2 separate regions of the Mus musculus genome follow, and region 1 is linked to region 2. A link is a contact called in public HiChIP or PLAC-seq data. All regions are on one chromosome and are shown on one strand. Each heading gives the region's core, a stretch centred on a gene start, on an enhancer-like site or on the middle of the called end of the contact. The rest is flanking DNA. Distances are from core to core; before and after follow the strand shown.

Region 1 (6,228 bases), core at 3,686-6,185, 120 kb before region 2:
GGCCACCCATTTTTGTTCCTTTGTTTCAAAATAATGGTTCTCTAACGTTACTAGGCAAAGAAGAAATGTCCATTTAAAAAATAATGTCCAATATTTTTTCTTTTCAGAAACTTTAATCATTTTTGGATGGCTCTCTTTAGGGGCAGAGACAAAATATTACTTAGTGGATTAAATTGGGTGCACTATACTTTAGTCATTTCTGATCAATTTACATTACAAAGATCGAACTCTTTGTGCATAAAGTATAATTGGGTGAGTGCACGGTTTTAGCTAATATAACGAGTGTCTGTGGGGAGTGGAAGAGGCCTTGAATGAGGGCATGCGGTCAACCTGGTGAGAACCATGTCAGCTTTCCCCTGGGCTGAAGCTCAAACGGTGGCAAAGCCTTCTGGTGTGGATGTGATTGTTGACAGTATGTTTAAGTTCAAGGGCTTATAAACAGTTGGCCAACGTGAAGTGGAAACTTATGGGTTCTTTGGAAAGTTGGTTGGATGGTGTTTTGTTGGGGCAAATATGTGAAGGAACGATTAGCTGAAGGGGATACAGGTGAAAGACTAAGGCAGAAGCGTGGAGGGACGTTTTGCCGAAGCAGACACAGGAAAGAGGATGTTTTGCTAAAGCAAGCACGTGAAAGGACATCTGATGAGGAACTCTTTGTTAACAACACATATATATTGGTCTGCCTTATGTTGTGTACTTAAGCTGCATTTATTGAGACTCCAAAGAGAAAAACACACTGAAAAACTTCTAATGCAGCTTGTTGTGCAAACGTTCTAGACTGCAGAGATGGGAAAGCCAAGTTCATGATTCAGGGAACCACTTGAAGTGCTTAGTGGACTGATAATCAGTTACCAAATAGGAGTTTATTTTACCAAATAACATTCGATCTATGTCACGTGCAACAGGATAGTTTTGTTGTTGTATCAAAGTTTGGGAAGATATAAGATCTCTCTTGCTAGAAAAAAAATATCTACTACTCACTTTTTATGATGGTGTGGTCATAAAGGTTGGTGAAATAGACTTAATTATGGAATATCTTAACATGAATGCGGCTGCTGCCCATTGGAGAGAGTTCACCAATCGTATTTATTGGTAAATTTACACAATAATTGTAATTTGCTTGGTTTGGTTAAGAAAGAAACCTCCAGCTTCTAAGAGCAAAACTTCCAGAGGAAGTTATTATTTGTTTATTTTTAGCCAACTGTGACTTTAACAAAATTAATCATACTGGGGCTGGTAAAATGGCTCAGTGAGTAAAGGTGCTTTGTTGCCAAGTTTGACTTCAAGGACCGACATGGTAGAAGGAGAGAACCGGCACTGACAAGTTGTTCTCCAACACCGCCCCCCAAAAGAAATAAATATAATTAAGTTTTTCATAGAAGAATATATAAGGCATAAATATATATATATTAAAGAGTTAAAATGAACATGAGCATCGTCTAGCCTCTTCCTAAAGCATCCTCCAAGTCACAACAAGTCATTTCAGAGACCTCAACTGGTCCCCTCCGTCCCCCAGCAAGGTAACTGGAGGGTTCTAGGAGGCCTGAGCATGGCAAACACAGCTCTGGCAGGTTTTGCCCTCCCCCATCCCTGCCCTTTGTCCCTCTGGGGCAAATACCTCTCCTCTGTGCTGAAACTTAGTTTTGGTATGTCCTGTGCAAACTCTGGTCCCTTGCTGAGTTACTGAAGGTGGTGGGGGATTCCAACACCTTTTAGTGATCAATGTCCCAAAGCTTAGAATAATCACTCCTTCATAGGATAACCATCACCTGTCCGTATCCCACTGCCAAAAAATGGTTTTGCCCATTTTGGACTTTATTATAAAACCAACTCATAACATTTCTTCCCGGTATGAACTAACACATAACATTTCTTCCGACTCGCATCTTCCAGCACTGTTTTTTTTTTTTTTTCATGGACACTAATGCATGCAGATGTTAGCCCATTACTTTCATGTTCTGTAACCTCCCCTCTTGGGAAGACACATTTCATATTCTACTCTAGGCAGATACTTGGATTGCTTTCAATTCTTTTTATTATTATGGACAATGGTGCTATAGAAATTAGTCTGTATGCTTTTCCTTTCCTCTCCCTCCTCTCCCTTCTCCTCTTCTCATTTTTGCTGGTACTGGATATTTAACCCAAGGCCTTGTGCATGCTAGGCAACAACTCCATGCTGCAACCTCAAGCTGTGTTTCAGTGTGCTTGCACAAAGTCACATGCTCACTAGCAGTGTGCAAGAGTTTCTATTGTCACACAACACTCCTCCTCACTTGGAATTGTCTGTTAGGTGTGCAGAAATGTCCTGGGGAGGTTGCACTTTGGATTTCCATCCTTGCTTACAAATTTGACGATCTCTTCATAGGTTTGATGATAATTTGAGTTTCTTCTTCCCCAAAGAAACTGTGTTAGTCTTCTATCCATCTCCTTTAATGACAAGCACCACGTGAAATTTCCTGATGAATACATGTCTGAGCTTTAGTGTATTCCTGTTCCTAATTCTTCATCGTTTATACTCATTTAAGAACATGAAAATATTTAAAGTTATACTACTCCAGCACTACTTGCTGACAGGCCCTTCCTTAAATAAAGATTCTTCAGGCCTTATTTACACGTGTCTGAATCTAGGTCTAGTCTCTTCAGAGTCACTGATTCAGTTTTATATCTTGTACCGACAAATAGTATCTAATTATTACTTTATAAATTTTATGTTATTTTACTATTTATTTTTGGATGGGGTCTTGCTATGTATACCCCACGCTGACCTGGAACTTGCTATGTAGCCCAGGCTGATAAACTCAAAATCCGCCTGCCTCTGCTTGCCCAGTGCTGGAATAATAGGCGTGCGCCACCTTGATCAACTTTATAAATTATTTTCATATTTACTTATTTATTTATGTATGTGGGGAGTGTGCCTAGGTGCATTCAGATATCAGCAAGGATGACAGATCCCTGGGAGCTCCAGTTAAGGCAGTTGTGAGATGCCATCACATAATTCCTTCACAGCCAAGAGTTTTCGTTTGGGTTACATTATCACAACTGAGTTATAACCATCATTGTAGAAAGTTTTTTACAACCCATAAAAGAATCACTTCATTCATGATTCCCACTTTTGAAAAATGATTTATTTTATGATATGACAACCCTGTCACTCTCTTCAGACACCCCAGAAGAGGGCATTGGGTCCCATTACAGAGGGTTGTGAGCCCCTATGTGGATGCTAGGAATTGAAAACATGACCTCTGGACGAACAGTCAGTGCTCTTAACTGCTAAGCCATCTCTCCAGCCCATGATTACCACTTTTAATTTGGGTTCCTTTGATCCTCACATCTATTTGTTTGGCATCTGGTGCCCAAATTAAACATTTGTTATACATGGTCACCCTAGAAATGCCAAAGACAACACGCGAGCCTGTAAGTCTGTCCTTGTCCCGTATATTTTCAGACTGAATATTCTGAAAGATGAGCAGCAAATCTATTCCAAGCCTAAATGATCCAGTCCAGCATAGAGCAATTCACTTGACAATTCACTTCCGAAACCAGCTGGCACATCGGCAGAACACTGAACAGTTTAATCATCAAAGTAATGTTATTGGGAACTTGGCATTTTAGATCTGATCTTGGAGAAACGTTCGTGGTCCCTCTCTTTTTCATTAGGTATTTTGTGCGATATTTCGAGTGCTCTCAACTGGTGAAAATAACTGAAATGAGTAGCTGATACCTTCCCGGGACACTGCCAAATTTAGCCCTTTTAGGGGCTAGACTTATTGCTTCCTTTTGTAATGTGGAGTCAGGAGTTGCAGTGATTGCTAAGGAAGGCGCACTATTTTCTTAAAAGGAAACCATCCCCCACCTCGTCCTTACAACTACAACCCAGACATTGCCTGCAGTCTACATTAGCTAGGTGACTTCAGGCACACCATTTAATTTCTAGGTTTCCTGTCTCTAAGATAATGGCGTGGACTACTGACACAGTCTTCTGTATGCTGCCTCCACGCTTCCTGGGTCCACCGTCGGTGTCAGGGCGGATTCCTGAAGATCTGCAATACAGCTTCCCCCTCCTTCCTCTATGGCACATGCCTGTTTCTCCCCCACCCCCAAAACGTGCTGCTTGAAGGTATACCACGGAGAAGGGCCAAGTCAGCTGTAGCCACCCGGCGCCAGCCTGGAGCTGGTGGCTGCTGCGTGAACTTGCCCTTCTTTGACAAGTGCATTCTAGACGTTAAAGTGCGGCCCAGTCACCCGAAGAAATACGGCTTGGAGTGCGCCTGAGGTCGGGGCGGGGACGCCGCGGTTCTTTGCTAGGCTTGGAAACCTGGGAACCATTTCAGGCTGGGTGCGAGTCACGGGGCGATTGCACGGCAGGGATTGTGCAATGGGGCCGCGGCGGGGGACCCCGCAGGAAGTGGGGGAGGCGGCCACCGCGCTAACTCTTTACATCTAGCTTCCCAGCGGCTTCAGCGGGGTGCAGCCGAACCGGGGACCTTCTGCGGAGGGGATCAAAAGGTCCGCCTCCCCGCCGCCAAAGCTGGCCTGGCCCAGGACCCAGGGCTGCCCAGCGCCCGGTGCAGGCTCGCTGACATACGCCCGCGGGTTCCTGGGCGCTCCTCCGGCCGTAGATCCTGAGACATGCATACTGTTATTAGCCTCTCTTCGAAGTCCGGGGACAGGCTAGATATGGGACGGGTGGCTGAGATGCAAGTGTATAGGGCGTTGGCCCAGACCCGAAACTAAGTTCTGTTTCCGGTGGCTGTGTGTGTGCTTTTGGGGCCCTTAGGGTGGTATCATGGTATTTGTTGGAAGAGCTGGATAGCATTCCACAGATCTGGTCACTATTTTCAGTAAGATTTGGGGAAACAGAGGCACCAATTGAACTAGTTGCCAGTTATCCCAGCAGTAGGCTGAGGAGGGAGGATTGCAGCGAGATAGACACAGGCCAGCCTGGGGTGCACAGTGAAACTGAGAGACAGAGGAGAAAGGAGAGCGGAGAGAGATGGGGAAAGGAGAGAAGTGGGAGTTGAAATTACGAGTTTGCCCATCTAGGGGCTTACTTCGCCCTCCTTTTGGCAGAGCTCTCAGAAACATCTGGGCCTGGGTTTCCTGATAGTGACACCCGGCGGAGACCTGAAGTAGCCTCGATCGACGCTGGCTCTTGCAGGCGGAAGATCGAATTCAGTCCACAGAAAATTCAACGTAAGCCCGGTGTCATCTCACTAAACGACAGCTACAGCCGTCTCTTGGTCCCATTCTAGGGCTATTCTGGTCAGTTCGCGGGTCCACGCGCCACTGCCTTCCCTCGCGGCAGCTTCCGAGCAGCTCGGAGGCTGGAGCGTGACTTCTCAGCGGCAGGGCGGCGGTGGCGTGGGCGGGCATCTCCGGGAAAGCGAGCAGAGGAAGTGGAGTCAACGCGCAGGCCGCTTGCCAGCGCGGGCCTCGGGGACACAGCGTGGGGCTGCGGAGCTCCGAGCTGGCCTGTCTGCGCCTCCTGCAAACTCCAGGAACTGCTACAGCCCAGAGCAGCTGGTTCCAGCTGTGCAAAGTCCAGTAAATTGAGCTGAGCACAGCACGCTCCCTCTGAGGCGCCCTCCTGTAGCAGTTTCAGGGTGCACACGGAACTTTGGAGAAACATTTATCAGGAAAGCAAAATAGGCTAATGGGAGGATTTCTTTGTTTTAATCATAAAACCTTGAAAATTATCCCAGCTGTTTGGATAATCTTTTTTTAATCATAAAATGACTAGTCTTTAAAAAGTCAGGTAATTTTTTTCAAAACCTGAATGAAAAAAAAAATTGAAATGGCAGCACTCAGACCCACTAACAGCATGATTAATAACCGTACTACATGAACTCACAAGAACCAAAACATTTACTAACATTTTCTTGTTTAAATATTACTTTAAAAAATATGTTCCATGCATATGTTAATGATTACTATGCATTTTGCATTTACTTAACCAATGCCCCATCGAAGAACGTAAGGTTGTATATTGAATGATGATGTTTAAATAGGACTTTGGTGTTCAGCCTTGCAGCTCGATCTTAGAAGGCATTCTCAACTATTTACATAGATAAATTTCCTACAGGGTGTATTAATTGAGGGTTGATAAGCATTGCCCTCCCCCCAGGCCTGTCCTGCTTTATTGCTTTTTGCTCCTATTTCCACCAGTTTGCCCAGATTTTCCATACCGTATACTCACTAAGTATCTCTAAGTATCACACAACAAATATT
Region 2 (6,538 bases), core at 239-2,738:
TTTTCATGCTAGCCAGTGTGCCACAAAGGGCGAAAACACACCTGCCTCTTGGCCATGAAACCTCAGAGCTCCTTAGGGCTTTAAAGCCCAATGGTCTTATTTTTTACATGACCTCCCTTCTGGTGTTAAAAGAAGATCTAACTTCCCTAGGGATCATGGTCCCCGGGAGAAGACAGCATCCACGGAATTGAGAAGGCCAGGGGCTAGGATGTGCTTTACTTGAAGGTTGCTGATACAGACCTCTGATGTAGCTACCACCTCTAACAGCAGAGACTGGAAGCCAGTAGCTTTGGAGGGAAGAGTGGGGGAACAGCGTTGAATACTTGGGTGGCTTTTCCCGAGGCTCTTCTGAAACGGAGCACTGAGAGTGCCTTCTGTCTACTTTTCTCACTTGCTTTAGAACTCTGAAGGTCTGAGTTTTCACTCACTGCTCTGTGATTCATGGGAAGCCTAGAATGCACACCAGATCTTGTGCAGGACTGTCCCATTGGGTGATAATATTTGAGCAGCTTCCACTGTAGCAGTACCTACTACTTTCAAAGTAGTGTAGTGACTATCTTATTGTTTATTGTTTTTTTTTTTTCCACATAGGAAGTTGGTTTCAGGGATATTCAGTGAATTGCTCAAGGCTTCACAGCTGATGGCATCAGCAGTAGTATAGTAGTGACAGTGAATAATAACAATGGCTACTGACATCTTAGTGAGTGTTTGGTCTGCCTGTTTGAAGGCCTTCCATGTTGTAGACCATTTAATTATCAGAAGAATTCAGGATGCTTGGCCAAGACTCCAAGTGAACAAAGATTGGAGATTTGAACACCCTGTCTGACCTGAATACACTGATATGTCCTCCCCATTCCATCTTCATATGCTTTGCATAGGAATAGGTACTGTGGTCAGCTATCTCTGGGACACAGGGTATCTCATCTGAGGGGAGGGAGAGAAAGCTGAGGAGCCCAGTGTGGATCGTCCTCGTATTAGTTCTCAGAACCTGCAAATTAGAGAAGAGCTAAAATCAGGAATGTGTAACACAAAGAGTGTCGTTACAGGTTGCTCAATTTCTCTGCACTTGTAACTAGGGTTCCCAGAGCCAGATACTCTGATCTAGGTTTTACACTGCAGTATACATCGCTTTGTGGAATAGAGAAAAGGCAGGGAAAAGCCAGGAAGCCAGACAGAAGCATATGATAGATAAGTAAGCCCTTGGTCAGGCCCAGCACTCAGGCCCACACACCACTGAACATGTGTCAGTACCTATTCCCTGGGGCCTCCTCAGGATGGGCAGGTGTGATGCTGATTTCCACTTAGTTGCTCCTTGTAGAAGATGTCTGCATTCTGATGCACAAGGCTGGAACGCTCTGGTGGAAGACTAAGGTGGTGGTTGATCATGACGACAGTGGCTGCCAGTAGTGAAGCCTTTACTGCATACTAAAGAAAGCTCTTCTGGGCATGGTCTCATCTGTTTCACTTAGCAACCTGAGGAGGGCACAGCTTTCTTGAACGAAACATCCTTATGATGGTGAAATGGCTCCCTCTCTCACAGGTCAAGTGTAGTGCAGGTCCCCACACAGATAACCAAGCCTGAGCCACTCTAGACTCATCCTACTCTCTGATTCCCAGATGGTCGGCCACCAGCCTCTGTCTGCCCTCGTGCCACCAGTCAAATAGCCTCATTGTATTTGACTCCTTTCCCTCCTCAAGATGGCTGTACAGAGCCTTTTTATTTAAATTGTATTTTCCCAGGCTAGCATCAAAAGAGAACCGTGCAAGGAATGGGCTCAGAAAAAAGGAGCACCCAGATGACTGAAGCCAGTTTCTGGTACTTAGATTTGTACCCCAGGAAAGTCAGACTAGAGCTGTGCCTGGATGCTCTGTGAAGCCTTCCTCTCTGGCTTAGCAAGCTCTGTGGTTAGGTTGCTGAGTCTCTTTGAGCCTTTGTTCTGATCTAGAGTACAGATAAGGATGTTGACAATTCCTGTCTCTTGAGCTTAGGCAGAGGAGTTAACAGTTTCTTATAGAACTGTACCCAGCATAGAGAAAACAGAACATATGAATGTAAACAAAAAAAAGACCATATGAATGAAAACAGAACAAAAGAAGATTTGAGGGGCCCTTATTGTACTCATGTAACCAGTGTTGTAACCTATTGCTTAGCAGTTTATTTACACTAGTCTGTGTGTGGGTTCTGTGAACTGTGCCTTGGAATTTCTACAGAGTTTTGGGAACTTTCTTATCAGAATCCAAGAATTAGAACTCCCATGTGAGAACTCATTGTCATCCCGTGCAAGAAAGTGGAACAGGGAGATCATCTGTGAGTTGTCACTTCCCCAGTGGTACTGGTCCAGCTAAAGGAAGTACACGGTGTGTTCAGGGACTATGTCAGGTCTACCTGATTCCCAGAGGATTCTGTACTATGTCTGAATTTGGAAGGCAGCTTACAAAGGATAAATTCCTTAGATCCTATGTAACCCAGGCCTGGCAGACCTGGTCATGCATTGTGTTTGCTGTTTATCTTAGTAAAGTTTGGGAAATGGCCTACTCCTAAGCCACATGTGAGGTTCTAGCTTCATTAGCAAGATTTCTAGGATCCTATTCTAAGTTGCTTTTCCCTTTCATCTGCATATAGCTTGTACTTTCCTTTTTCACAGAGTTCCCTAGCCTCAAGGCATCTGTGTTCCTCATTCAGTTCACCCCTGGTGCTTCCTACATTTAACAAAGTCTTGTTGGGAACTGGGAAATAGAGTGCTTGCCTAGCATGCACGAGCCTGGTAACTTGTCGAGCATTCGTTATGTTCTAGGCTGTAGGCATAGAGCAGAACATGAAACAGACATGGTCCCCGGCTTCTTGAGACTGACTTTTGTCATTTGTTTTATTATTCTTTTGGAGACAGCCTAAGCTATTCTCCAACTCACTGTTTGCTCTCAGGTGCTGAGATTATAGGCATGTGCCATCATACCTGACCATTTCCCAAAGGAGCCTTCCCTCACCTCAGATCCTGCTGTGTGAACCCTGGCTAAATCATAGCTCTCCATGTGCTCTCTGACTCCTGTTGACTCTGTCATTAGCCTGTGAGCTCCTGGAGGGTATGAATTAAGCATTTACCCGATACAGACTTGTTCATGATGTAACTAGCAAACCCTTGTGTTGGGTAAGCCCCATGGCTCAGCACACAATGCTAGCCATGCCAGTGCAGAATGCTGCTTAAAATTCTCTGATCTTTTCACAGAAATCTCCAATCTGCTCGTAGCCACTAAGAAAGCCCAGGAGTGGCAGCCTGTCTACTCCATGAGCCAGCTGAGCTTTGATCGGATCCTTAAGAAAGATATTATACAAGTAAGTCCCCACTAAGGGTCTTTGTCCAACTTTGGTCCTGACACCCCATAGGGGAGCCCCCTAGAGATTTAAGTGTGTGTGTGGGTAAAGTCTGCTTTGGGGATATTCTAGTGGAAAGAGAACAACGAGGTAAGGCCACGCAAGCCCACCTTTCATTTTACCCAGTCTTGCTGTTGGCCTTCCCCTGAGAGACTAATCCTTGATGGACTTGGATGAGGAGGTGTGGACTACCTGGGGTAGAGGAATGGGATCACTAACATGTCAGTAGAGGTTGGTCTCAATGGAGTCTCCACCCCACAGAGTGCTGTGTAATAGTGCTCAGTCCTGCTTTTTCAGAAGGGACTTCTGAAAGGAATAGAGAGAAGAACAAAGACTACAGGGCAGGGCAGAACAAGAGCTGGCTTCAGAAAGGGGACCCTTGGGGAGCTCAGAGCATTGCCCCAGCCTTCCTGGGATAGCCTTTGCTACCCAGAATATTCAGACTAAGCCAGACCCACAGAGGCGCTTACACATCTGCGGGTAGTTGCCACCCTCAGTAGCATGTGTGGTTATGTAAAATCTAGTCTTGGAAGGGCAGAACTCATTTCCTAGGGAAGGACACTAAAGCAGAGGCCCAGAAGATGAGTCACCAAGGCTCTGCTCGGACAGAGAGAACTGTGTTGATGGATGCTGACGTGGACATTGGTCTTTGTGGGTTCTGTTACCTAGCCCTTGGAATTAAGTCTTCTTCTAGAGGAGAGTAATTGTCTTAAAAGCATATGCCTTTTATGGAACGTTCTGGGAATGCAGCTTCCCATAATGCTGATGGATCACCTCATGACAGATGCAGCTCTAATGAATAGTTGCAGGACTTTGCCAGAGTACAGCAGATAGGGAGGATAAATGGCCACTCTGCTGTGACAGATAACAAGTGGTGGTATTTGTGTAAATTAATATACCCGATTAACAGTGGTGTCTCTTTCTGTAGGGAACAGGCTTCCTAGATATCGACCACAATCCATTTTCTATGTTTGCAAGAGCTTCCATAAGAGCTCCTGTCTACAAGCTTTGTGGGGCTAATGTTAGCAGCTCAATATTATTATGTTTTATGAATCACATTTTGATTTTCAAATATTAGAAATTAAAAATGAGAAATATTGAAACTCAGTTCCGGAAGGGTCCTTAGAAACAGATCGTTCTGTGCATGGGCTTATCCGTCTGGTGGTACCGTCACCTTCCTTCACGTGAGGAAAAACCCAGCGCAGCCCTCAGCTTGGGCTGATGCAGACATGATTGATGCTTTTCAAGTGGCTTGTGCATGTCCTGGTGATGGGTGCTGCCAAGTGGTGGGGCAGGGAGTGGGGGAGTGGAGCATGTACTGAAAGGCTCTGAAACGGAACACACAGGCTGAGCAGTCAAGTTCCTGCACACTGTGTGTCTATAGCAGAAGCCTTTATACCTAAGCTCCTTACTCGATTCACTACATTGCGACGCAGGTGTCATTAGGACTCCATTTACAGAGACTAGGCTAAGATCAAGCACCATGAAGGAATGCATCTTAGTTGAAGGCCAGGAAGCATCAGAGCGAGAGGATGAAGGCTCCTTTACTTTTCCTCCAGCCTGAGAGTAGAGATGCCATCTGGCAGAGTACTCCCATAAGTCTCTCTGGAGAGCTGGCTGTTAGATACTGTTCACAGGTTTGTGATAGACTGCAGCTGGGCTACAGGGGACTATTGAGATGGAGAACAAGCTGCTTTTCAGGAGCAGGGTTGCAACTAGGTCAAGGAAATGTCAGTGCTGTGCATGCCCAGGAGCTTTGTGTTTTTCTAGGCACCTGATGAGGACTGTATGGGATGCCCTGGCCCCATCCCACTGTGTTCAGTATCCCATTGAAAACTCAGCCCTGACCTGAGCCATCATGAAGGCATGGTGGAAGAGACGGCTTTCTGCTTCCTTCCTCAGGGTGAGCACCTTGGCAGAGGCACAAGAACACATATCTATTCTGGGACCCTGCTGGACTACAAGGATGAGGAAGGAATTGCTGAAGAGAAGAAGATAAAAGTGATCCTCAAAGTCCTAGACCCCAGCCACCGGGACATCTCTCTGGCAAGTGTGCTCCTTCTCTGGAGCTGGGGGAGTGAGTTGGCTGGGGAAACCTCTGTGCTTTTTGGCCATGTATTCCCAGCCTTGTCTTTCAGAGTTCCTCCCTTCAGTGCTGTCTTAGCCAGACTGGCTGTGTGGGAGTAGTGAGGGGAGAATGATGGTGAGGAGGGAGCAGCCTCCTGTACCTGTCCTGTGCCCTTCCCTGCTACCAAAAGCCCTTGTGTAATGCTGTGGGTCTCTGGAAAAAGCTGAGTGGTCTCGCACTCTGAGGGGGTTTCCCAGGCTCCCACATAGTTGGCAACACGAATGTCCAAAGGAGTCAAATGACTTGACCAGGAATTCTTAGACTTTTAGAGAGGACAAACACTAAGTGTGGAGCAGGAAGTGTGGCTGCCTGCTTGTTGTAACATAGTAGTAGGCCTTGTATTTCACAGCATTTAGATGAGAGTAAGGTGGACCTAGTGGCTGTGGGAACATTGGGAGGGAGCTTATCCCACCAGCCTTACTCAGCATTGTTGGATTTTCTAAATAAATCCCATGCCTTAGTTAGAGTCGCCCAGAGGTCGAGGCATGTCCGTGACACCAGACAGCCAGGAGAACAGTATTCAAGTGTGGGAGGTGACAGTGGTGAGGTAGCTTCTGGGATTCACTGAAGGATGGTCCCTTAGCAGTTCAGGTATGAGCCTACACATCTCTTTGTTCTTTTTTCCCACAGGCCTTCTTTGAGGCTGCTAGCATGATGAGACAGGTTTCCCACAAACATATAGTGTACCTCTACGGCGTGTGTGTCCGAGATGTGGAAAGTAAGTTTGTTCTTCCTTGGCCCTTGCTGGGGTGCTGGGTGGGTACTATGCAGACGCCTTGGGTTTTTTGCCTTCTGTTTATAGGAGAAATCGGGGTCATTTGTGGAGGTCAGTGGTGGCTCTGGTTCAGTTTCCCTCTTTAACATTTCGCTCTTGCCACTCTGGGCCCAAGTGTGCAGACGTGAGGCAGTCTAGAGGGCTGGAGGAAGGTGATGCGTGTGAACCTGACTGAGCTGGGGATAACCTGCTGAAGAGACTCCTGCCAGCTCACCTGTTCTGAACCTCTGCTCTGAATCCCCATAGGGATGTCCAGGAAAGAGAG

What was found. HiChIP or PLAC-seq counts read pairs in DNA pulled down with a chosen protein or histone mark.
Region 1: an H3K27ac HiChIP or PLAC-seq map of thymic regulatory T cells shows a contact between it and region 2, with 5 times the contacts expected there. The contact joins two enhancer-like sites. A contact is called at or near these places in 2 of 15 datasets of contacts at CTCF or cohesin (CD8 T cells and large pre-B cells), 17 of 484 Hi-C or Micro-C datasets (CD4 T cells, CD8 T cells, CD8 central memory T cells and 10 more), 24 of 115 datasets of contacts at active chromatin or transcription factors (the 230-238 cell line, CD4 T cells, CD8 T cells and 16 more) and 4 of 9 other capture datasets (adipose tissue, bone marrow-derived macrophages, liver and 1 more).

What each region holds. Positions count from the first base shown.
Region 1 is chr4:101,291,363-101,297,590 of GRCm38.p6, reverse strand. It overlaps Gm12796 (a long non-coding RNA gene), which reads left to right and starts at 1,905. Exons shown (of 2, transcript XR_003955080.1): 1 at 1,905-4,506; 2 at 5,071-5,903. Within about 2 kb of position 4,935, at least 321 of the 459 cell types and tissues checked have an H3K27ac peak or open chromatin away from gene starts, as enhancers often do. A contact at or near this core is called in CD8 T cells, CD8 central memory T cells, the HPC-7 cell line and 6 more, where this site is marked.
Region 2 is chr4:101,163,336-101,169,873 of GRCm38.p6, reverse strand. It overlaps Jak1 (Janus kinase 1), which reads left to right. Exons shown (of 25, transcript NM_146145.2): 12 at 3,225-3,331; 13 at 5,273-5,416; 14 at 6,129-6,216. Among named protein-coding and RNA genes, the nearest start is that of Gm24468, 20 kb to the left of the region's middle. Within about 2 kb of position 1,488, at least 66 of the 459 cell types and tissues checked have an H3K27ac peak or open chromatin away from gene starts, as enhancers often do. A contact at or near this core is called in CD8 T cells, CD8 central memory T cells, the HPC-7 cell line and 6 more, where this site is marked.